2 separate regions of the Hordeum vulgare genome follow, and region 2 is linked to region 1. A link is a contact called in public Hi-C data. All regions are on one chromosome and are shown on one strand. Each heading gives the region's core, a stretch centred on a gene start, on an enhancer-like site or on the middle of the called end of the contact. The rest is flanking DNA. Distances are from core to core; before and after follow the strand shown.

Region 1 (3,529 bases), core at 369-2,868:
GCTTAATTTTAAACAAAGGGGAGAACAAAATTTAAAAGATGCATGGTATATGATTTGCGATGCTTAAAATAGATCAACTTGTAAGCAATCCAACACCGTTCTTCTTTGTAATTTTTATATGTGTATTACTACTTGATATAGATTTGTGCTTGATAATATTACGGGAAAGTTTTCTAAGTAGTCACCCTATATATGCTTTCAATGCCATGGGAAATCTAGTGGGGTCTTCACCTATCACTATTAATGAAATGGCCTTGACTTTGCAGCATGTTATGCAAAGATTAGAAGTTACTGAGAATAAAATATCTACTTTTGAGCGTGTTGAAAATCTGGACAAAAAAGTTCATAATCATGTTACTAAATTTTGCTCAACCGTAGGTAACACATTAATTATGTGTTAGTAAAATGAACAAGTAATTCCTGAAAGGGTAGAGAAAAGTCCCGCTAGAATTGATAAATTGGTGTTGGGGAAAGTTATATGGGAAATAAAAAAATTCCTAGGAATAGTGTGTTGTCTATGTATCCACATATATATATTTGAGTTTCCAATCAATACAATTCTAGCATGGATAATAAATGATTATCTTGAATAAGAAAATATAATAATAATCACTTTATTATTGCATCTAGGACATATTTCCAACAAACTGGTACGGTGACCCGCTGGTGAGGCGGACGGGAAGACGTCGACAACTCGAGAACGCGTGCGGACAGGGACGACACAGGACTTGCCCTTGTCTTTCGCGAAGAAGAACCCCATGATGATGGCGGCTAGGGTTTGCCACTCGCGGGGGAGCAGGGGTGGCTAGATGGGACATGTGCGACTTCTGGAAGAGGATGAGCCCCCCCCCACCCCCGCATGCTCAGATTAAAAAAGGACGTCCATGGGTTATTGATGCGTGAGCCCGCGGTGGACGGTCGTCGTTAATAAAAAACGACGTCGGCTTTGACAGGGCGTCATATGTGGACGGACGCGGGCATGAGAAAAACGTGTGTCGTGTCCGCTTCGCCGCGCCGACGCATTTCAGACGTAGCTTTGGGCTGGAAATGAATCCGTGCGGACGTGTTTTGAATTTGCATCGACACGTTGGGCTTTATTTTTGTTCGGGTCGATCCAAACGAACGCAGACGGACGTTTTGAGTCGCCCCGTTAAAGTTGCTCTTAGTTTTTTTCGTGTTATTTGTTATGACCGATCACTGATCGGTTCATTCGCCCGCACGTTTAGAAACGGGTGGACGGTGCCGTGCCGTTGGCGTGGTAATGAACATCTGGGTCGCTGTCCAGTCTTCTTTTGTGAAATGTAGAGTGTGCGCTTTCGTTGCAACATGCCAAGGCGTGAGATACGAGCCCCTCTCGCCACTCCCCATCAATCAAACTCAAATCAAACGGAAACGAAACCTGATTACAGTAGTACAGTATGTTCTTTCGAAACGAAACCCAGCTATTTTTCAGAGCTGATGAAGAGGGACGGTTGATCCGATAGCAGTTGGAGAACTCACTAATTAATTCGATTATTAAACTTGGTTTAGCTATCGGCACTTGCCGTACATCCATCGGCAGAAAACGTGTATAGCTAAACAACAACCGATTTAAAAAGGTGGGCGGAGGGGCACGAGCTGACGAGCAGAAGTACTACTAGCGTCTAGCGCTACGCTACAGTATGCGGACGTCTGAACTTGAAGGGGGAGCAGAGTAAAGCACGGGACCGAACCGAGGAGACCACGCCTCCTCCTCCTCCGTCTCTCCCACGGCAACGATCCAGCGACGCCCGGCAAGCAACCAGCGGCCGAGGCGGCGGGGGTCTCGGGTCTCTTCGGGGAAGACCACCACGCCGCGGCGGCGATCCACCGGGGTGGCGGGGCGGAGATGTCGGACGCGCTGATCAACGGCCTCGCCGGCGCCGGTGGCGGGATCGTCGCCCAGCTCCTCACCTACCCCCTCCAGACTGTACGTCCCGCCTCCCCGCGCCCCAGATTGCTCGCTCGCTCGCTCGCTCTCGTTGTTCTTGTTGCTGCTTCCGCGTGCTGAACGGGGAAGGGTTTCCGCGGCAGGTGAACGCGCGGCAGCAGACGGAGCGGGACCCCTCCAAACCGGCGTTCAAGGACGGCGCCGTCCGCCAGATGTGCCTGGTCCTCCTCCTCCCCCCGACCCCCTTCTCCTGTTCGTCCGGGCTGGCGAGCAATCTGCCCTGATCCGACTCTAATGCTTCCGTGATCTCCTCTTCTGCTGTAGTAGGTGGTGCAAAACGAGGGGTGGGAGCGGCTCTACGGCGGCCTGGCGCCCTCGCTCGTCGGCACCGCGGCGTCTCAGGTTCGTTCGCTGGTTGCTCGATTCACCTACTACCTGCCTGCCTTGTTTTACTTCTTCTGAATAAGCCCGGCCTTGGTTTTGAGATGATTTACACGCTGCTGCATCAAATTGATGTGCTATTAGGGTGTCTACTACTTCTTCTACCAAATATTCCGGAGCAGGGCGGAGGCAGCATCCCTTCGGCGGTCCATTAGAGGAATTGGGGACGGGTCTGTCGGGATGTTCCAATCACTCACTGTCGCTGCACTTTCTGGGTAATTCTTATTACTTGTGCATCTATGGTTGACCTCATGCATTCGCATTGTCTTTTCCTGGGCTTAATTTCTGTAAGCTCATGTGTGTTCTAAAAGGTTACGGCTATGATGAGGAGCTTTTTGTGCTTTTGACTTCGATTCCAAATCTGTGCGTTTGCTTTTTGCAGATGCGTCAATGTACTTCTAACGAACCCAATTTGGGTTGTTGTCACACGAATGCAAGTAAGGAAATGCAAGTTTCTGGGAGCAGTGTTTCCCAGTCAACTGCCTTTAGTGGAAATCATTTGATATTCTGAACACTAATTTATTATTGTCTGCAGACTCACAGAAAGGCAAACAAACAGCAAGGCCCTCAGGATCAGGGTTTGACATCTGCTCTTGATAAGGCCCTACAACCTGCCCCAGTGGAAAACGTCCCTCATAAAACTATCAGTGTTGTATGTATCTCTGATCATTCCCCCTCTAGGAGTCTAGGATAAAACACTATTGATGCACTTACATTTTGCTGATTACTACATGTCTGATTAACGTTTGTTCTTACCCATGTTGGGAAAAGGTGACGTTACTATTAAGTAGTTTGTGGGATTATAAGGGTGACTGGGCTCATGTTTAGATAGACTCAATAGAAGCTTCCTACTTATTTTGCATCTTGAATATCTGTTTGAGGATTTACGTGGATATGAATGTTTACCTTGTAATAGATGGTCCATGTACATCCACGTTTCTTTTGTTATATAATTGATTAGTGTGTCATTTCTAGCTAAGTCACAACCTTTGGCATCAGCTAGAAACCTATAAGGATACTGTCTAGGAACAAGACACATATATCCTCATAAACTATAAGAACTCTGCCCTTTATTTGAAGGCGCCCAGCTGGTTAGAAGTAGTGCTTTAAATTGTGCAGGTATCAGGTTCCTGGTTCCATGGGGTGTCATGATTCACTAGCTGAACAGTAAGCACTAAA
Region 2 (3,529 bases), core at 471-2,970, 330 kb before region 1:
TGTATGGTGAGATCATGCTACTTGTATATATGTTGATGGTGACGATTGAGTTAATATCATATCTCTTCTACTCCCTCCGTTCACAAATGTAAGATGTTTTAGATATTTCAATATGGACTACATACGGACAAAAATGAGTGAACAAACCAAAAATGCCAAACGGAGACCAAGCTCCATGGAGGACTTTATTTGAAAACATCAAAATTCGAAATTTTCAGTTTTTAAAAATTCTGAAAATAAATACACATATACCTAGATACATAATGTACATATGTGCAAATTTTCAGGTCGACATAGATTAAAATGTTAGCTACACAAAAGAGACAAATCTGATGCTTTTTAGCATATGTACCGTTCATCTTTAAAGTCCATGATTTTGTTTTTTTGCGCAGCTCGCAATTCAAGGTATTTCATCCTGAAATTTTTCACACATATACTTTACATCCTTGCATACATGTGTGTTTATTTTCAGAATTTTTTGAAATTGAAATTTACGAATTTATGATTTTTTCAAAATAAAGGACTCCATGGAGCTCGGTCTCCAAAATGCCCTACTCATGAACAAACACACTAAAATGCGTCTATATACATCCGAATCAGAAAACAAGTTAGTATAACATCTTATAATAGTGAGAAATAAAGCAATAAAAGCCAATCAGGTAGTAGCTTAAATACTTCTTACTGATGTGCCCTCTTGGCCTCTTTCGCTCACATAGCTGCAAGCGTGCACGGCCTGGTTCCCCAAATTCATGTCAGCGTCAATTTAAACATCAACAGGAAACTTGACCGAGACCAAAAGATTTGTTTCTAGCTCTATCAGCTACGAATATATTTATTCACGCGCACAACTAGCAACGCCTTCATTTGTATTCGGTGGAACAGTAGGCTGCGAAGCGTACGCATAAACCTATCATCATCAACATACCTAATGAACGAACAGTGCCGAATGGGCAAAGAATTGATGGTGACCTCATTTGTTGTCTCTTTTTACTGAGAAGGTACATCTTTGCATGTTTTCAATATGTCCTGATCTTACCACAACACAAGTTGGAACACAATCACATAGTAAAAAAAACATGCCCACCAAGGGCACAACGCTCCGCTACTACAACGATCCGTAGTTTCATGCCGAGTAATTTGACTAGTTAGTTCGCAGGTGCGGGTGCTGACCGCCGATGTACCTAGATCGGAGTAATCAGGTGAACAAGAAAGCAAGATAGATACACAGAATCTAATTTATTGAACTCAATTAGTACTAGTACTAAACTTAGGATTACGCAAAGTTCTCAGGTGCAGCCACTCGAGAATCATGAAAAGAATAGCAAGAGAGGAGGAGGGTCACCTGCATAAGGTTGTTGAGGGCGTGGAGGAGGCAGAACTGCATCCTCTGCCTCTCGTGGTACACCTTGCTGCCGCCGCCGCTGCTTCCCGCCGGACCCGGCCCTTCCTCGTCTGGCTTTGCTTCTGATCTGCCTCCCGACTCCATGCTGCCGCGATTGATACTGGGGCGGCGGGGGATTGGGTTTTATCGCCGCGGATTACAGACCGGACCGGACGGCAGCGCGGATTACAGACCGGACCGGACCGCACCAAACAGACGCACGGCTTTTGCGGCGCCGCCTTTCGTCGTGGACGGAACGATTGAACAAACCGAACAGAAAGGGGATTCGCACCGCCCACCGGGAGTTCCTATGTGACGCGTTCCTAACTATGGTTTGGGGTATTGGATCGAAGATTCGCACTATACATGCCCAAACGGGCCGGGATATCCGGGCCAGCCCAGAAGCACGCAGGTCAGGTACGCTATGGGCCAGGCCCGGCAAGGGCTAATCGGACCGTGCAAGGCACCTGGACTGTCATCCTCAACACGTGGGCCAGCACAACACGATTCGATTAGTTTTTTTTTTACATTTTTATCCTAAATAATATTTCATCAAATTTTATTCCACATAATACTCTATCAAAATTTATGCCACATAATACTCTATCAAATTTACATTTTTTTTTTACCTTTTTCGCTTGTTTTGACATATTTTACGAAAAATATAAAAAGCTGCTCAAACGGATCAGCGTGCCGAACGGACCGGCGTGCCTGAACGTGCCTCTTGTCGTGTCTGGACTACCACCCTGAGCACGTGGGCCGACACGACACGACCCGATTAGTAGTTGTGCATGGGCGGGTCGTGTCGTGCCAGCCCGTTTAAGGTCGGGTCGTGCCGTGCCGTTCGGGCCGGCCCGTTTGGCCAGGTATGAATCGCAGAGCGCAAGAGAAGTTCATCTTAGATCTAGGTTTATTTGTAATGTATATCAACTATAAGATGTATGCTTAGCCATCACAGCAAGTCTTAGAGAGATGAATGAATGACTCACCCAGACAGCAGCCCGTGTCGAATGGTAGAAGTAAATATCTAATGGTACATGACGAGCGGTACACGAGGAATGATCTCACCTGTTAACTGAATCTGAACAGTTAACTGAATCTTGACACGTACAGCTTCAGACCTCACATTGCCCCCTTCTTGAAATTCGACGTGTCCTCACGACGATGTGGCATTGTTCCTCCATGCTTGTGATCCATAAGATTCAAAACAATAGTTTAATATTGACATGAAAACAATAATACTTCAAGCATATTAGCAAAGTAATCATGAACTTTTGAAATAACAAGGCCAAAGAAAGTTATCCCTACAAAATCATATAGTCTGGCTATGCTCCATCATCCCCATACAACGAATTTAAATCATAAACAACCCTGGTATTGGCCAAGTAATTGTTTTCGCACTCTTACTTTCTCAAACTTTTTCAACTCTCACGCAATACATGAGCGTGAGCCATGGATATATCATTATAGGTGGAATAGAGTGTGGTGGAAGTTGTGAGGAAAAAAGAACGAGATGGTCATATTGACTTGGCGTATCAATGGGTTATGGAGATGCCCATCAATAGATATCAATGTGAATGCGTAGGGATTGCCATGCAACGGATGTACTAGAGTTATAAGTGTATGAAAGCTCAAAAATAAAAACTAGTGGGTGTGTACCCAACTTGCTTGCTCACGAAGACCTAGGGCAATTTTGAGGAAGCCCATCATCGGAATATACAAGCCAAGTTATATAATGAAAATTTCCACTAGTATATGAAAGTGACAAAACAAGAGTCTCTCTATCATGAAGAACATGGTGCTATTTTGAAGTACAAGTGTGGAAAAAGATAGTAGCATTGTCCCTTCTCTCTTTTTCTCTCATTTTTTGTTTGGGCTCTTTGGCCTCTTTTTTTTCATTTCATTTTTTCCCTTTATTTTGGTGGGCATCTTTGGCCTCTTTTTTTATTTGGGCTTCGCTGGCCTCTTTTATTATTTCCTCACATGGGATAATGCTCTAATAATGATGATCATCACACTTTTATTTACTTACAACTCGATACTTAGAACAATAATGACTCTATATGAAATGCCTCCGGCAGTGTACCAGGATGTGCAACGATCTAGCTTAGCGTATGACGTTGAAACATCTCGCTAGCTATCTTACGA

The links. A called contact is a pair of places that touch in the nucleus more often than the background predicts.
Region 2: a Hi-C map of leaf shows a contact between it and region 1, with 2.9 times the contacts expected there. The contact joins the promoter of LOC123449075 here to the promoter of LOC123449073 in region 1. A contact is called at or near these places in 3 of 6 Hi-C or Micro-C datasets (leaf and seedling) and 1 of 1 datasets of contacts at active chromatin or transcription factors (embryo).

Annotation. Positions count from the first base shown.
Region 1 is chr4H:485,507,301-485,510,829 of MorexV3_pseudomolecules_assembly, reverse strand. LOC123449073 (peroxisomal nicotinamide adenine dinucleotide carrier) reads left to right here and starts at 1,618. Exons shown (of 11, transcript XM_045126156.1): 1 at 1,618-1,948; 2 at 2,053-2,130; 3 at 2,237-2,311; 4 at 2,435-2,565; 5 at 2,733-2,787; 6 at 2,886-3,002. The coding sequence starts at 1,868.
Region 2 is chr4H:485,837,866-485,841,394 of MorexV3_pseudomolecules_assembly, reverse strand. LOC123449075 (josephin-like protein) reads right to left here and starts at 1,720. Exons shown (of 2, transcript XM_045126160.1): 1 at 1,343-1,720. The coding sequence starts at 1,486.